3 separate regions of the Mus musculus genome follow, and regions 2 and 3 are each linked to region 1. Evidence: chromatin contacts called from public HiChIP or PLAC-seq data. All regions are on one chromosome and are shown on one strand. The core of a region is the stretch at or near the end of the contact, and the rest is flanking DNA. Distances in the headings are between cores, read along the strand shown. Region 1 has its middle 10 kb from the start of Gm33415. Region 2 overlaps Rere (arginine glutamic acid dipeptide (RE) repeats). Region 3 overlaps Rere (arginine glutamic acid dipeptide (RE) repeats).

What was found. HiChIP or PLAC-seq counts read pairs in DNA pulled down with a chosen protein or histone mark.
Region 2: a contact with region 1 is called in an H3K27ac HiChIP or PLAC-seq map of trophoblast stem cells, with 4 times the contacts expected there. The contact joins two enhancer-like sites. A contact is called at or near these places in 4 of 39 promoter capture datasets (the HPC-7 cell line, cranial neural crest, liver and 1 more), 2 of 15 datasets of contacts at CTCF or cohesin (large pre-B cells and pro-B cells), 5 of 484 Hi-C or Micro-C datasets (bone marrow-derived macrophages, granulosa cells, muscle stem cells and 2 more), 19 of 115 datasets of contacts at active chromatin or transcription factors (T-cell acute lymphoblastic leukemia, bone marrow-derived macrophages, embryonic basal ganglia and 14 more) and 2 of 9 other capture datasets (embryonic stem cells and pancreatic islet).
Region 3: a contact with region 1 is called in an HNF4G HiChIP or PLAC-seq map of pancreatic cancer cells. The contact joins two enhancer-like sites. A contact is called at or near these places in 1 of 15 datasets of contacts at CTCF or cohesin (the NIH/3T3 cell line), 8 of 484 Hi-C or Micro-C datasets (the C10 cell line, the HPC-7 cell line, the N1E-115 cell line and 4 more) and 11 of 115 datasets of contacts at active chromatin or transcription factors (bone marrow-derived macrophages, embryonic basal ganglia, embryonic hindbrain and 6 more).

The regions. Positions count from the first base shown.
Region 1 is chr4:150,267,002-150,271,825 of GRCm38.p6, reverse strand. No RefSeq gene overlaps it. Among named protein-coding and RNA genes, the nearest start is that of Gm33415, 10 kb to the right of the region's middle. Within about 2 kb of position 2,000, at least 94 of the 459 cell types and tissues checked have an H3K27ac peak or open chromatin away from gene starts, as enhancers often do. A contact at or near this core is called in the HPC-7 cell line, the NIH/3T3 cell line, pancreatic cancer cells and 1 more, where this site is marked.
Region 2 is chr4:150,581,322-150,586,145 of GRCm38.p6, reverse strand. All of the region lies in intron 12 of Rere (arginine glutamic acid dipeptide (RE) repeats), which reads right to left. Among named protein-coding and RNA genes, the nearest start is that of Slc45a1, 68 kb to the left of the region's middle. Within about 2 kb of position 2,540, at least 255 of the 459 cell types and tissues checked have an H3K27ac peak or open chromatin away from gene starts, as enhancers often do. A contact at or near this core is called in pancreatic cancer cells and trophoblast stem cells, where this site is marked.
Region 3 is chr4:150,542,928-150,547,751 of GRCm38.p6, reverse strand. The region is part of intron 11 of Rere (arginine glutamic acid dipeptide (RE) repeats); the gene reads right to left. Among named protein-coding and RNA genes, the nearest start is that of Gm52709, 78 kb to the right of the region's middle. Within about 2 kb of position 2,636, at least 270 of the 459 cell types and tissues checked have an H3K27ac peak or open chromatin away from gene starts, as enhancers often do. A contact at or near this core is called in the HPC-7 cell line, the NIH/3T3 cell line, pancreatic cancer cells and 1 more, where this site is marked.

The DNA of each region.
Region 1 (4,824 bases), core at 751-3,250:
TCTGAGTTCGAGGCCAGCCTGGTCCACAGAGTGAGTTCCAGGACAGCCAGGGCTACACAGAGAAACCCTGTCTTGAAAAACCAAAAGAAAAAAAAAGGTAGATACAGAAGGTGGAGAGATGGCTTAGCAGTTAAGAGCACCAGGATGCTGGCCTGGAAACATAGCTCAGTTGGTAGGGTGCTTACCCAGCACACACAAAGCGCTGGGTTCAGTCACCAGCACTCCTGTACCAGGCATGGTAGTACTCTAGTGCTCCACCGTGGTTCAAGGTCATCCTCGGCTACTTAGTAAACTCCTGACCAGCCTGGACTCCACAAGACCCTAACTCAAAATAAATAAATACAGCAAGCAAGAAGCCTCAGCAGGCGGGGAAAGGTGCTTGCTGCATAAGCCAGGCAACTTGAATTCAATCCATAGAACCTACCTTATGCTGAGAGAGGAGAACTGAGCCCACAGGGAATCAATCTCCACAAGCTCCATGGTACCCAAGCTGCCCTGGCCTCCCCATCACCAATAATAATTCTTTTTACCATTTTGTTTGTTTGTTTGTTTGTTTGTTTGTTTGGACTGGGCATGATGGTGCGTGATTTTAATCCCAGTATGTGGGGGGTAGAGGTAGGTGGATCTCTGTAGGCTCAAAGCCAGCCTGGTCTATAGTAAGGGCCTCTCTTAAAATGGGGGAGGGGTGCCGGGCGGTGGTGGTGCACGCCTTTGATCCCAGCACTTGGGAGGCAGAGGCAGGTGGATTTCTGAGTTCGAGGCCAGCCTGGTCTACAGAGTGAGTTCCAGGACAGCCAGAGCTATACAGAGAAACCCTGTCTCAAAAAAACAAAACAAAAAGAAAACCAAAAAAAAAAAAAAAAAAAAAAAAAAAAAAAAACGGGGGAGGGGCTACCTAGACATCTCGGCAAGTAAAAGATGCTTGTCCCCAAGCTGAGCAACCTGAGGTCGACCCCCTGAGCTCACAAGGTGCTGCCAGCTGTCCTCCAATTGCCACAGCCATGCCTCACTAATAAATCAATAAACATAATAACAAATGTACTTACCAGTGTTTTGAGATACCTCTAATCTGTAGATCAGGCTGGCCTTGAATTTAGAGATCTACCTGCCTCTGCTACCCAAGTGGTGTGCACCACCACACCTGGCTCTGTAATGATACCATTTTAACTCATTTTTATTTTTAAGCATAAATATGCATCCATGTCTGTATGAGTGAGGGTCTCCTTGGAGATCAGGCAGGTCCCTTAGAAGCCTCTGGAGCTGAAGCTACCAACCCCACATGGGTACTAGGAATCAACCACTGAGTCCTCTGCAAGAGCAGGACACACTCTCAACTGCTGAGCTATTCTCCAGCCCCTGAAAATATTAAGTAAAAAAGAGGGTTCGCCAGGCAATGGTGGCACACGCCTTTAATCCCAGCACTTGGGAAGCAGAGGCAGGTGGATTTCTGAGTTCGAGGACAGCCTGGTCTACAGAGTGAGTTCCAGGACAGCCAGGGCTACACAGAGAAACCCTGTTTCGAAAAAAGCGGGGGGGAGGGAGCAGTAAAGGAAATAAATAAGATAATAAATCATTTTTGAAGAGAAAAGAGGACTGGGGAGATAGCAAGTGGGTAAATGTGCTGACTAGCAAGTCTGAAGACCTTTGTTCGTTCCCGGGACCCATACGTCAGAGAGAGCCAATTCCCACAGGTTGTTCTCTGACCTCCATACATGAGCCCCTGCACACACGTACCTCCACCCAAAATAAACAACACTAAAAAGTAAGAGATTTGCAATGCACGTCTTCCCTCGTGGAGCCTGATGAAACTACACTCTGGCCTCAGGAAAAGCAGAGACTAGAAGCTGGGGCACAGGAAGGGCAGGAACACAGCCCACTGCCCCTTGCGTTAACACTAGCTCACCTTCCCCCAGCAGGCCTGTCCCCAGACAGCTCTCCTCCACTCTACAGCCTCTCTCATGGCCTCTACTTCCTCTGAACCGTGCCTTTCATGTGGTTTCTCTTGGCTTCTCTGGTTTTTCTGTAGCTTGCGGCTTGTCAGCTTCAGGGGCTTCGGCCAAATGCCTCATGACTTGGGCATTTCCTAGTTAAAATTCCTGAGCGGGGGGGGGGGGGGGGGGGGGAACTAAATCAGCTCAGCCCTGTCCTGGTCACTGAAGACTGTCATATACACAAAACCAAACTGTCTCAGGGCAACAGCTTCTACAAAGAGAGGCAAGGCAGCTTCCCGTGGAGGCCAGGGTGGGGGAGGAATGGCTCCTTTCTCTGATGCTGTACGAATATTTGATATAGGGCCATAGATTAAGAATAGAGGTTTGTGGTTGCGGTATGGCTCAGTGGTAAAAGCGCTTCCTACACACAAAACCACAAGCATGGGGATTGGAGTTCAGATCCCCAGCACCCATGCAAAGCAAGGTGTGGCAGCACACATCTGTAATGGCAAAGCTCTTACACCGAGATGCGAGGCAGAGACAAAAATATACCGTGGAGCTCTCAGGCCAGCTAGCTCGGCTTATGCAGCATTAATGAGAACCTCTCTCAATGTGGAAGCTGAGAATAATCACCTGCGCTTGTCCTTAGACTTCCACCCACATGCTAGAGCACATGCGCAACCACACTCGAACGCGCATGCGCACACGTATACTCTCGCCCGCGTGCGCGCGGTCGCACGCAAACACATGCACTCACACTCTCGCACACATGTACACACACACACACACACACACACGGATGAAAATAATGCTACTAGAGATAGGCTGTGCTCTGGCTTGCCTATTACCAGCACGTACAAAGCAAGAGAAGAGAAGGACGAAGGGGAGGCCGCCATGCTTGTTTACAGTGCTCAGCTCTGGAGTCCAGAAATCCAGTATGATACTGCATCTGCTCAGCCTCTGGTAAAGGCTCATGCTGCCTGGACTTGTCGGGAGAGCTTAGAGGTCATCATGGAAAAAAACACAGCAAGGAAGGGTGTGGGCCGGAGAAGCAGCTTCTTATTAGTAATCTCCTCCCTTGGGACTACACACTTCTTCAAGGACATTGAGCCTCCTTGACGACCTAATTACCCCCTGACAACTCCACCTCTTGGATGACCAAATTTCCACAAGAGTTTCAAAGAGGACAAGCCGTGTTCAAACCGTAGACCTAGGTAATATGAGTAACTGTAGTGCGCTTAGAAAGAGCATCTGCGGCCAGTTTGTTGCATCAAAATAACAGCGACTACAACAACAACAATTACAGAGGCTGGAGAGCTGGCTCAGTGGTTAAGAGCACTGGCTGCCCTTGCAGACAACTTGAGTTCTCACAGCTAAGTTCCAGGGCCTGCCAACACCTCTTCTAAACCTCCAAGAGCACCAGGTATGCACACAGTGGGCGTGTGTACAGGCAGAAAAAAAAAAAACATTTATACACATAAAAATAATCTTTTCAATAACAAAAAAATACAGTTAGAGGAGCTGGGGCTGTAGCTTAGTGCTGGAGTGCTGGCCCAACAGCATACTGCTCTCTGTTGTACCTATGAGCCAGCCATGGTGGCGCTCAATGGGACCCACTATGTAGCAAAAGGTGATTTTTTTTTTCTTTTTTGTTTTTTTGTTTTTTGTTTTTTGTTTTTTTGATTTTGACAGGGTTTCTCTGTATAGCCCTGGCTGTCCTGGAACTCACTTTGAAGACCAGGCTGGCCTCGAACTCAGAAATCCGCCTGCCTCAGCCTCCCAAGGCGTGCGCCACCACTGCCTGGCGCTAAAGGTGATCTTAAACTTCTGATCTTTCTCCAACTCCTGAATGTTAAGATACTGTTCCTTGTTCTACTACAGTGCTGAAAGTTGAAGCCAGGATTTCATTCATGGGGATCAAGCATCTTATCACTGTGCTGTGTGCATGGGGGTGGGGGTGGAGGTAATGGGGAGGGGGCGCACATTCTCCCACTGCGCTGCGTGCCTAGCCTTGGAATCTATATTTTGGTTTGAGGGTTTTGTTTTGTTTTGTTTTTTTTGGTTGTGGTTGTTGTTGTTGTTCTTTTTTGTTTTTTTCCCCGAGAGGTTTTGTTTTATTTTATTTTGCTGAAACAGAGTCTCCTTATGTAGATCAGTCCGGCCTGAAACTCACAGAGTTCGGTCTTCCTCTGGCGTCAGGACTAAAGGCATGCACCACCATATCCAGCCTCAACCAGCTTTTCACTGTTCCAGATTGCATGATAAGCAGTTTTACCCACTGAGCCAGTTCCCCAGCCTCTTTTTTTTTTTTTAATAAAAAATAGTAATTTTGGCACTTATTTATTAGTGTGATGTGTGTGTGTGTGTGTGTGACATGCTTGCTTATCGAGAGCCTAAAGGGCACACAAGAGGGAATCAGAGAACAACTTGTGGCAGTTGGTTCTTTCTTTCCACCATGTTGATTCCAGCTGCAGATCAAACTGGGGATAAAGGCACAGGCACTGTCTTTCCCGCCCTTTAAAACATGGCCTCATGTGCACCAGCCTGGCCTTGAATTTGCTGTGCTTGAAGACTCCAGGCATGCTGTGCACGCAGCTTAGGTTTTTCTCCAGTAGAGGACGAGTCTCAGCCTCCTAAAACAAACCAGAGCCATGACTCCAATAATGGCTGTCCTCCTCCTCCTCCCCATGGCCGTTTACACCCCTCGGTCTGCCCAGCGCTCCTTCCCTTGTCCACGCCTTAGCGATGTCCTCCTCTTGACACTCCCCGTGCCACACCACAGCTTGATGAGAATTCCAACTGCTCCTGGAAGGCACCGGCACCTGTCACCCAAATGAGGCTGACCATCTTCACTTTCAAATGCGTGACCACAAACCTCAAGTGGGCCCACAAT
Region 2 (4,824 bases), core at 1,291-3,790, 310 kb before region 1:
TATCCTTGGTGCTGTGAATCAAAATAAACCCCTCCTTTGTTAAAGTTTCTATTATACCCAAGAGGTGGCAGCGCACATCTTTGATCCCAGCACTCAGGAAGCAGAGGCAGGAAGGTGTTATCTCTGAGTTCCAGACCAGCCTGGTCTATAGAGCTAGTTCCAAGACAGCTGGATACACAGAGAAGCCCTGTCTCAGGGGTGGGGGATGCTTTTACCAGATATTCTGTCCAAGCAAGACAAGTAGCTAACAGAAAAGGTTAGCTTTGACCATGCAGCAAGTCTGAAGCCAGAACTGGCTACATGAGACCCTCTGTCAAGCAAACAATTCCACAAATAAACAATAATAAAACGCTTCCAAATACCTTGTGTCACACTACACACACTTCTTCACAGGTGCCACAGTGTTTAAAGCACTTAATACATAGCCAAGAGGACTGGAGTTCAGATCCTAGCAACCAAGGTAGGCACCTAATGAACACATGTAACCCTAACTCTGAGGGGAGTGGAGGAGACATGAATATTACCTGTGGTTTTCTGGCTTCTAGAATACGTGAGACAATGAGAGCTCCAGATTCAGGTAGAGACCCTGCCTCAAAAGAACAGAAGAGGGACAGAGCACACTGAACCCTCTCTGCTGGCTTCTATATGTGCAGGTGCTGGTACAGGTCCAGGTACCCCATGTGCATAGACTCAGGCAGGCAGACATGCATGCATGTGCAAACTAACACCCCGCCCCCCCAGCAATACAAAGGTCTTTTCTGACTTCCATATGCACACATTGGCATGAGCATGCATGTGCATGCTCATACACAATGACTAAATGAAGGAATGAATACGGAGGGAAGCACTCTCAGGAATAGTTTGTGTGAAAAGCCTTTCTCTACATGTCCATAACCCCAAGCAAGCAGAAGGAATTTGAATAGTAGTAGAATTACATAGGGCTTAGCCAGACATTTTAAATCATTCTATTACATCCACAAAGATGTTTGTACATGTGTGAAAAACAAGAAACTATTGCAGCTAGAGAAGTTGACATTTCCACTCCACTTATTCAAACAGTCTTTAGAAAACTAAGAGGCAATAATCAGAATTCATAGGTTTTTGGGAGAAGTGGTGAGAAGAACTAGCCCCACCTATCTTCCAAAGCTCCATCAAAACCACAAATTTAAAAACAAAAGTCCAATGCACAGTCTTTAACCCTAGTACTCAGGAGGAGGCAGAGGTAGGCACACCTCTAAGTGAGTTCCAGGATAGTCAGGACTGTACAGAGAAACCCTGTCTTGGAAAAAACAAAACAAAACAACAAAATCCTCCCAAACCCTCACCTCAAAATCTCTACCATCCAAAGAAGCTCTGGCTGGAGCGGGAAACTAATGCATACACGGGCAGTCAGCTGGCACTACAGAGTGTAGGTGCAGATTCAGTCACCTTGGGGAACCTGAGGAAACCGTATTTGGCAGAGACTCCTTCTGTGGCCAATTTCTGTTTGGTGATTTGGATCTTCTATAGACTTGAGGACCACAGAGCAGTGCTGGTCATTACAGAATTTTGTCTTCAAACAACTCAGTTCTGACAGGCTAGTCTGGAAGGAAGTGGGGCCACTGTTTTCCCAAGAGACTGAGACTCTACAACATGAATCAAACAAGTTTTTATCATAATGCCCTCTGCTAGCTTACAGGCCAGTGTCCCCAGATCATTCGGATACAAAGGGATTGCACAGATTTACATGAGACTTCATCCCTGTGTGCTGGCCAAAGAATCCTACAGTAAGTCAGGAATTATAGGAGTAAAATCTCACTTTCTTTCTATGAAAAGTAAACACTGCCTAAAAACCGAGCAAGCACCCAGCACTGAGGCTGCACGGTGTATGTAAGGGCCACCTTAAGACCTGCCTGATGTTCCCTGTGTTCATATCTACTATCTTGGCTCTCACCCTCCAGTGAGTTGGGAGGACTGGGAAAATGCTGTCTGAAGGGTTCTCTGTTGCTAGGATGAAAAGAGCTATAAATATGAGGTCAAAGCAATATTAAAAAAAAAATTCTAAAGCTTCAACCACTTTTTTCTTTTGAAATGGAGAGCCACAGAAGATCAAAGGAGCACCGCTGTTTGCTCAATGCTGCTCTGGGAGCCTCCGCCCTGCACCAGGCAGAGTCGCAGAGGTTGGACAGCATGATTTTAAACTTAACAGAATCTCAAGACCAGCTGTACAGCCTCACATGGAGGCCTATACCAATAACCCTAGCACTCAAGAAGCAGGAAAATGGAGTTAGAGGTCAGCCTAGGCCACACAGCCAGAGTGTGTCACAATTTTAAAAAGAAACAGAGAGAGCATGTTGTACATGGAACATGCTCTCTCCTGGAACCCCTGAGCAAAAGCAGCAAAGGAGACCGACACAGCTTCCACACAGCTCGTCGCCTCCCGCACTCAAAAGCACACGGCAGCCAAGGAAGAAAACATCACGTTGCAAAGACATGCTTTGCCTTGCTTCCTCTGCCAGGCACAAGGCGTCCACGAGGCCTCAGCAGCTTGCACAACACCATGCTTAACCCTGGCTCAATCAGCCTCCTCAGCCATGAGGAGCAGGCGGGGCAAGGGGAGCAGGGTTAAACTTACTGGAAACAAACTTAATCAAAGCCGAGCAGTAACAAAGGGCACCAGAGACATTTCTACTGTATCGCATCCCACAGGCTGGCCACAAGCCCAGAATTTTTATTACAATTTTTCAAAGGGTGGGAGAAAAGGAGGAAAAATGTTTCAAAAAAGCCATATCAAGGCCCCAACCCAGGATGCCCTGCCATACAACCAAAAGCCTGTGAGAGGCTAGCTTTTCAGGGAGTCAGAACCCAGCATGTGGAACCTGGCAAGCCTTTTATAAGGTGGGAGGGGGTCCTTAAAACCACTACTGTTCTGCACTGAAGTCTCCAAGCTTCACAGATCATTACAGGTTTCTGCACCGCAGAGAAAGGAGGGCAGAGGTAAGGAAATGCATCAAAAGCCCCTCTGGGATGCACAAATGCTGCCTACTTGGAACAGGCGTTCAGCACCAATACCCTCAACATTAACAACAGGGAGGACTTTTCAAAATAAAAGCAGAAGAGGCTTGCTCTGTTATGAGCAATACATTTTTGGTTTAAAGGTTACATGTGCTGGAATGAAGTATGGAAGAAAGCAGGTGAACAAAAAGCCAGAAGAACATTGTTTGGGGAGCCCCCCAAACAAGTTAAGAAGCCCTTGCTGATCAGGGGCAGGCTGTCAGGGAGGACAAGGGGACTCCTCCTTGCCATCCTGCCCTAAAATAGTTTCCCACTAATCAGAAAGAAGTCTCTTGTGTTTCTCATGAACCACATGCAAGTGAAGACAAGGGTAAAGAAATCCTGCTATTTTGAAGCAAGGACCTCCCTCCCATTTCTTTTCTTTTCTTTTTTTTTTTTTTTTTTTTTGGTTTTTCGAGACAGGATTTCTCTGTATAGCCCTGGCTGTCCTGGAACTCACTCTGTAGACCAGGCTCTCCCTCCCATTTCTTAGGTGAGTCCCAGCAAGTACAAAACCAAGATGAGCACTGGAGGCAGCCAGGAGCTATGGGACTCCCTGAGGCTTGGCTGTCTTCGGCTCTCTGGTGGATTGTTAACTCCTCCTGTTAACTTAGGACCAGGAACTGACCTGCTCAAAGCACCTCACTGACACATTTCCCAAACAGAACCAAGCCCTGCTGCTGGGAACCATCAACAACGTACCAAGGCGACTGGATCTATGTCCTTCTTAGGCCTCTCAAATACTCAAACATGCAAAAGTCACCATCCTTAACCCTTCCCCCCAATCCAAACCTTATGCATGGGAACAAAGAGGTAACAGCAAAAGCCAAAACTATAGAACTAAAGTATCCCCGAGGAAAGCCTTCATGTGAATGCTGTTCAGAGCAACCTCAGTGGTTTTCCACTCACACTGCAAAAACAAAGGATAAAAAATTCCAGAGACTGTTTGCAAGATAATAAAATAGCATGTGATGGTGACTCACTAACAGATGAAGAGAAGAAAGCCAACAACAGCAGGAAGCTTAGAACTTCACACACCTCCACGGGCACAGCTTGTAGGAGTGTGCGCGTGCACTTGCTCACATATTTGAAAGGCGAGCAGAAAGACGCTACTGGTTTATTCTAGAGCTAAAGACAATATTTTATTCTTGATTGGCACAATAAACTCACTGAGAAAAATAAATCATGGTTTTCAATCCTCTAATCTAGAACACAGAGCCTCTGTGCAAACACTACTAACGTAGGAAGGCCCTCTGTGATAAAGTGAACCCAGGTACTAGTCATAAGCTGTGGGACATAAGTTAAAGGTTCTGGGGGCTGGAGAGATGGCTCAGCGGTTAAGAGCACTGACAGCTCTTCCAAAGGTCCTGAGTTCAAATCCCACAACCACATGATGGCTTACAACCATCCTTAATGACATCTGACGCCCTTTCCAGGTGTGTCTGAATACAGCTACAGTGTACTTAAATATAAAAAAAAAAAATAAACAAGTCTTAAAAAAAAAAGTTATAGGTTCTCTGTCCACTCTACAATGTAGAAGGTGCTGAGTGTCTGTTTTTAATAACCTTAAAGCCAGCAGCTGACCACGCACGGCACAGCACTGCTGACCACGCACGGCACAGCGCTGCTGACCACGCACTGCACAGCGCTGCTGACCACTCACTGCACAGCACTGCTGACCACCCACGGCACAGCGCTGCTGACCACGCACTGCACAGCGCTGCTGACCACGCACTGCACAGCGCTGCTGACCACGCACAGCACAGCGCTGCTGACCACGCACTGCACAGC
Region 3 (4,824 bases), core at 1,387-3,886, 280 kb before region 1:
GGCTGAGGCACACATATGGACTGAGTTCTCTCCATCCACCTTACTAGGGTTTCAGAGGTTGAATTTGGGTTGCCAGACTTACGTGACAAGTGTCTCCCTCTACCTTCTGTGCCCTCTCACTGGCCTCCTCTACTTGTTATTTTGAGTCAAGGTATCATCAGGTTGCTCAAACTGGCTTGAACTGAGTAGCCTAGGCCATTCTTGAACTTGTGATTCTCCTGTCTCAGAGTCCCAGGTAAATAGGATAGGTTCACAGGTATTCACCACCAGGTCTAGCAAGTCCTAAGTTTTCTCTAGGGGAAAAGAACATGACTCAGCCATCACTACCTCCACAAAGCTAAGTTTGCCTCAGGGCAGGGACTGCGGATGCTGATGCTGGGTAGTAGCCACAGAGCTGCACCCTAAGACGGTCTGTGTATAGAATAGTAGTCTTCTTGGTGTTTTGGAAGCATCATTCCTGAACACTTGGTAAAACGGCCCATGACAGCAGTATATACACACTAAATGGTTTTTTAAAGATTTATTTATTATATGTAAGAACACTGTAGCTGTCTTCAGACACCCCGAAGAGGGCGTCAGATCTTGTTATAGATGGTTGTGAGCCACCATGTAGTTGCTGGGATTTGAACTCAGGACCTTTGGAAGCGCAGTCAGTGCTCTTAACCGCTGAGCCATCTCTCCAGCCCCCACACTAAATATTAAATAGAGTATGGATGGCGTCAGAGGCTTCGTAGGCCTCAGGCAGTGGGCTGCACTTTGGTCACTTCAGTCTGCTTCATCCTCTGACCTTCCTTTACTGTGCAACTTCCTTATCCCTCCCTCCCTAGTTCTCTGGTCTATTAGATACTTTCCTAGTTCGCACAGTCAAGAATAACTATGCAGAAAACCCTTTGCAAGGGAAGCAAGCACTGATAGTGGTAGAAGAAGGGAGGCACACTGAGGTTGGAGTGTGTATCACAGCAGGCAGCTTCGAGAATCAGATCAACAGAGCAGTCACTCTGCTTTGGAAAGAGCACTAGGGTGAACAGCTTGTCAGAGAGGCCAGGCTAACCTGGGCTACTGCTGCCAAGCTCCTTCCTGCTCACAGATAATACCTTACTAAGTCTGTGTGACCATGACATTGGGCAGACTTGACACACCATCAGAGCCTAGGACTGAAGTGTTGGGAGAGAAGAACAGAGTACTGCTGGGAATTAAACCTGGCCAGTACCCAGTTACTACACATAGCAGAGTGTAGTGCAAACTGTTAATTCCAGAGCTGAAGTGGAAACTTAAGGGTTCTTTGGAAAGTTGGCTGGATGGTGTTTTGCTGGCACAAACACATGAAGGAACGTTCCAGTGAAGCAGGCACAGGTGAAAGGATGTTTTGCTAAAGCAAGCATGTGAAAGGACACGTGATGAAGGATTCTTTGCTAACAACACACATGCATTGGTCCGCCTTACATTGCGTAGTTGATATGCATTTGTCAGGACGCCATAGAGAGAAACGCACCAAAAAACTTCTGGTGGTGTGCTGCAGTTTCTTGCTGCTTCTGCGGACTCCAGCTGATTGGATGCATGTGCTAAGGCAAGGCGCGAGGAGGACAGGGTATAACTAGGGCTTGATGGACAGTGATGGAGGCTGAGCTTGGCTTGCTGATATATCTAGCTGTGCAACGCTTGTGGGTCTTGAGTTTCCACAGATTTTCGCTTCCCTGAGAGAGGCACAGCTGAAAACTCCTCCTGGTGTTCCTATTGGCCCTGGTCCCTCCTGCTGACTCGGGCTGAGGCTGAGGCCTGGCTGTCTCTGCTAGGTAGTGCCCCACTACTGATTCCTGTTTGCTCTCCTGACTCTACTGAACTGGGCTGCTGGTGTATCTATCCGTGAAGAGTTTGCGAGTGGATCGAGCTCCCAGTGATGACGTGTGAACTGAATGGCTGATTTCCAGACAACACAGACAGGAGCTGCTCCAAAGAACCTTTCTAAGCAGGTCCACTTCCCCTGTATCCTTTCTTTCCCACTCCCTCTGGTGGGTAGTAGGCTAAAGGAGAGCTTAAAGCATTTAAGAACCATCATTTAAAATAGGTGTTAGAAAAAATTTAAATTACAAAGAATTCTAAAGGCAGAGGCAGGGAGAAATCTGTAAGTTTGAGTTTAGCCGGGTCCACATAGTGAGTTCCATGCCAGCCATGGCTACATAGTGACTGCTGTCAAAAACAAACAAACAAACAAACAAACAAACAAACAACTACAACAAAAGTCAGTGGACACAGAAACTACCCAGCTTTGTCAAATAATGGTATCACAGAGATCTTTTTCCTGAGTAGACTTTCAAAACTAGCATTGGACTCAAAGGAAAGTTTCTTTTTTAAACCCTTTCTTTCCAATAGGTGATAAAATTCAGAGTATTGGATTGATAATCCTAAATTGCTTCAAGTTTACTCCCTTGGTTAACTTCCTAGTAATAGCTGCTCTGGGGCAGGGACAGTTTATGCCATTTCCTTTTCAGGTGTTTTTCTTATGCGTGAATACTTAAGAAAACAGCTGCTTGCACAAATGTGGAATCTGGGTAAACACAGGTAGTACAGTAAACACTGTCCGCTCTGGTTATAAGCCAGAATGCTCAGACTCGGCCTACAGTCTGGTAGAGTGAGAAGAGGCTGACTCAGAATCGTACAAAACAGAAACCACAGAGACGCGGCAGGGAGGGGCAAGGCAGGAGGAAGCAGAACTGCTCACAGCACACCCATTTGCTCAGTTACAGGAAAGGAATTCAGAGGAGCAGGCATGAGCTTCAAGATGCCGCCCGCAGCCTACTTATTTCATCTCTTCCTGGGGCTCTCTGGGGCACTCCCAAGCCAAGGCCCTACACTCAGATTTCCTCATCCAGTGTACAGACACCCAGATGACCAATACCATTCTAGCACAGTGACCACGGCTTAAACCACATGGACAAAGCCTAGACCAGACAGCCTCCTTTGTACTCAGCACAGCACCCACATTGGATAGGACCTCTCACAAGTATGAGGGGAATTACTGCATTCCGTTTCTTTGGTTTTAGAATGTTCTTCTCCTATTTATTTGCAAAGCTGGCTCTCAAATGTTTTCTATGTCTTCACTCAAGAGTGACGTTTCAGGGTTACCTTAAGTAAAGTTCCAAGTGCTGCCCTGCACTGCATACTGCTTTCCTATGCTGTTTCTCATTTCACTGAGTTAACACTTGTCAATGAGTATTAATTACACGTTGAGTGCACGAGGGCAGGCATATTTGCCTATTTTGCTCTGCTATAGCCTCAGCACAACAGAAACCAAAGCTGCCTGGCTGGACTTCACTCGGTAAGTCCAAGTCAGAACCCAACAAACCCTCCCCCCTCCTGGCAACCGCGAGGCTACCCTGATGACCACTACCTCTACAGGAAAGGCCTTCAAAATCACACAGAGGAACGCAGGGGACTAAGAGCTGGCTCGGAATGAGTTCCATCCTCAGGGCACAGCTCCTGTTTTCTACCTCCTTTATTTTATTTATTTATTTATTTTTAAGATTTATTTATTATATATGTAAGTACACTGTAGCTGTCGCCAGACACTCAGAAGAGGGCATCAGATCTCGTTACAGATGCTTGTGAGCCACCATGTGATTGCTGGGAATTGAACTCAGGACCTTCAGCAGAGCAGTCAGTCCTCATAACCTCTGAACCATCTCTCCAGCCCCTCTACCTCATTTTTTTCCTTTCTCCCAACTCCAAATCCCAGTTAGCAGTCTAGTATATCTCACCCATGAACGAGGAAGGCTCTGATGTTGATAAAGACATAATGTTCCAAGCACACACATTAAAACTCTCTCTGTTCTGTTGCTAAGAAACTGAAGAAGAAAAGGGTTTCTATCCTCTTCATTTATAAAATATCCACTTTGTCTATGGGAGAACTACATGCAATTTCCCAAGCCCCCTTGTGCCTTGTTCTCATTTTTTAAAAGAACAGGGAAAGATGACTGAGCACTGAGAAGTGTATGCTAGCTCCATTTTTTTTTTACATGTCCTTGAAAACGAGATGGAAATGTGGTTTCAACAGCCCACTGCCCTAGTATTTATGAATCTTTCAAGCTGAAGATATCCCCATTGTCCCTCTCAAGGAAAAATGAAAAATGCTCAATAAAAAGTAATCTTTGGCTAAAATGATTATCCTGAACTACAAGGCAAGGCATGTTCATGTCCATGGTGGGGTTCTTTCCCTACCTCAGCTCTACTCTACCTAGCTCCAAGGTCCAAACACAAAACACACACACACACACACACACACACACACACACACAAACACACACACACCAGGAGCCCTGGATGGGGACACTATGTATTGCTGGCTTTAAAAGAAAACCAAGTAAAAATATGGCGGAGAGATAATGAGGTATAGAAAAGGGCAAAAGAAAATGACTTTTTTTTTTTTTTTTTTTTTTGAGACAGGGTTTCTCTGTGTAGCCCTGGCTGTCCTGGAACTCTCTCTGTAGACCAGGCTGGCCTTGGACTCAGAAATCTGCCTGCCCCTGCCTCCCGAGTGCTGGGATTAAAGGCATGCACCACCATGCCCAGCATATGAAAATGACATTTGCTTTACAAATGAAAAGGGAAAAAATAGAAAACCACACACATCTTTGGCCACACTCTCCAAGGGAGCTTGCTGTAAGGAAGCCATCGTGTGAAAGGGAAGGTGGAGCCTCATCTGTATACTCCAGAGGCGAAGGCCTTCCTCTAATGCTCCTAAATGTTACCCAAGGAGTTAAAGCTATTTCTCCTTACAGCTTGTTAGACAGTAGAATCTTTTTGCAAACTAACTGACAGAACTGATTG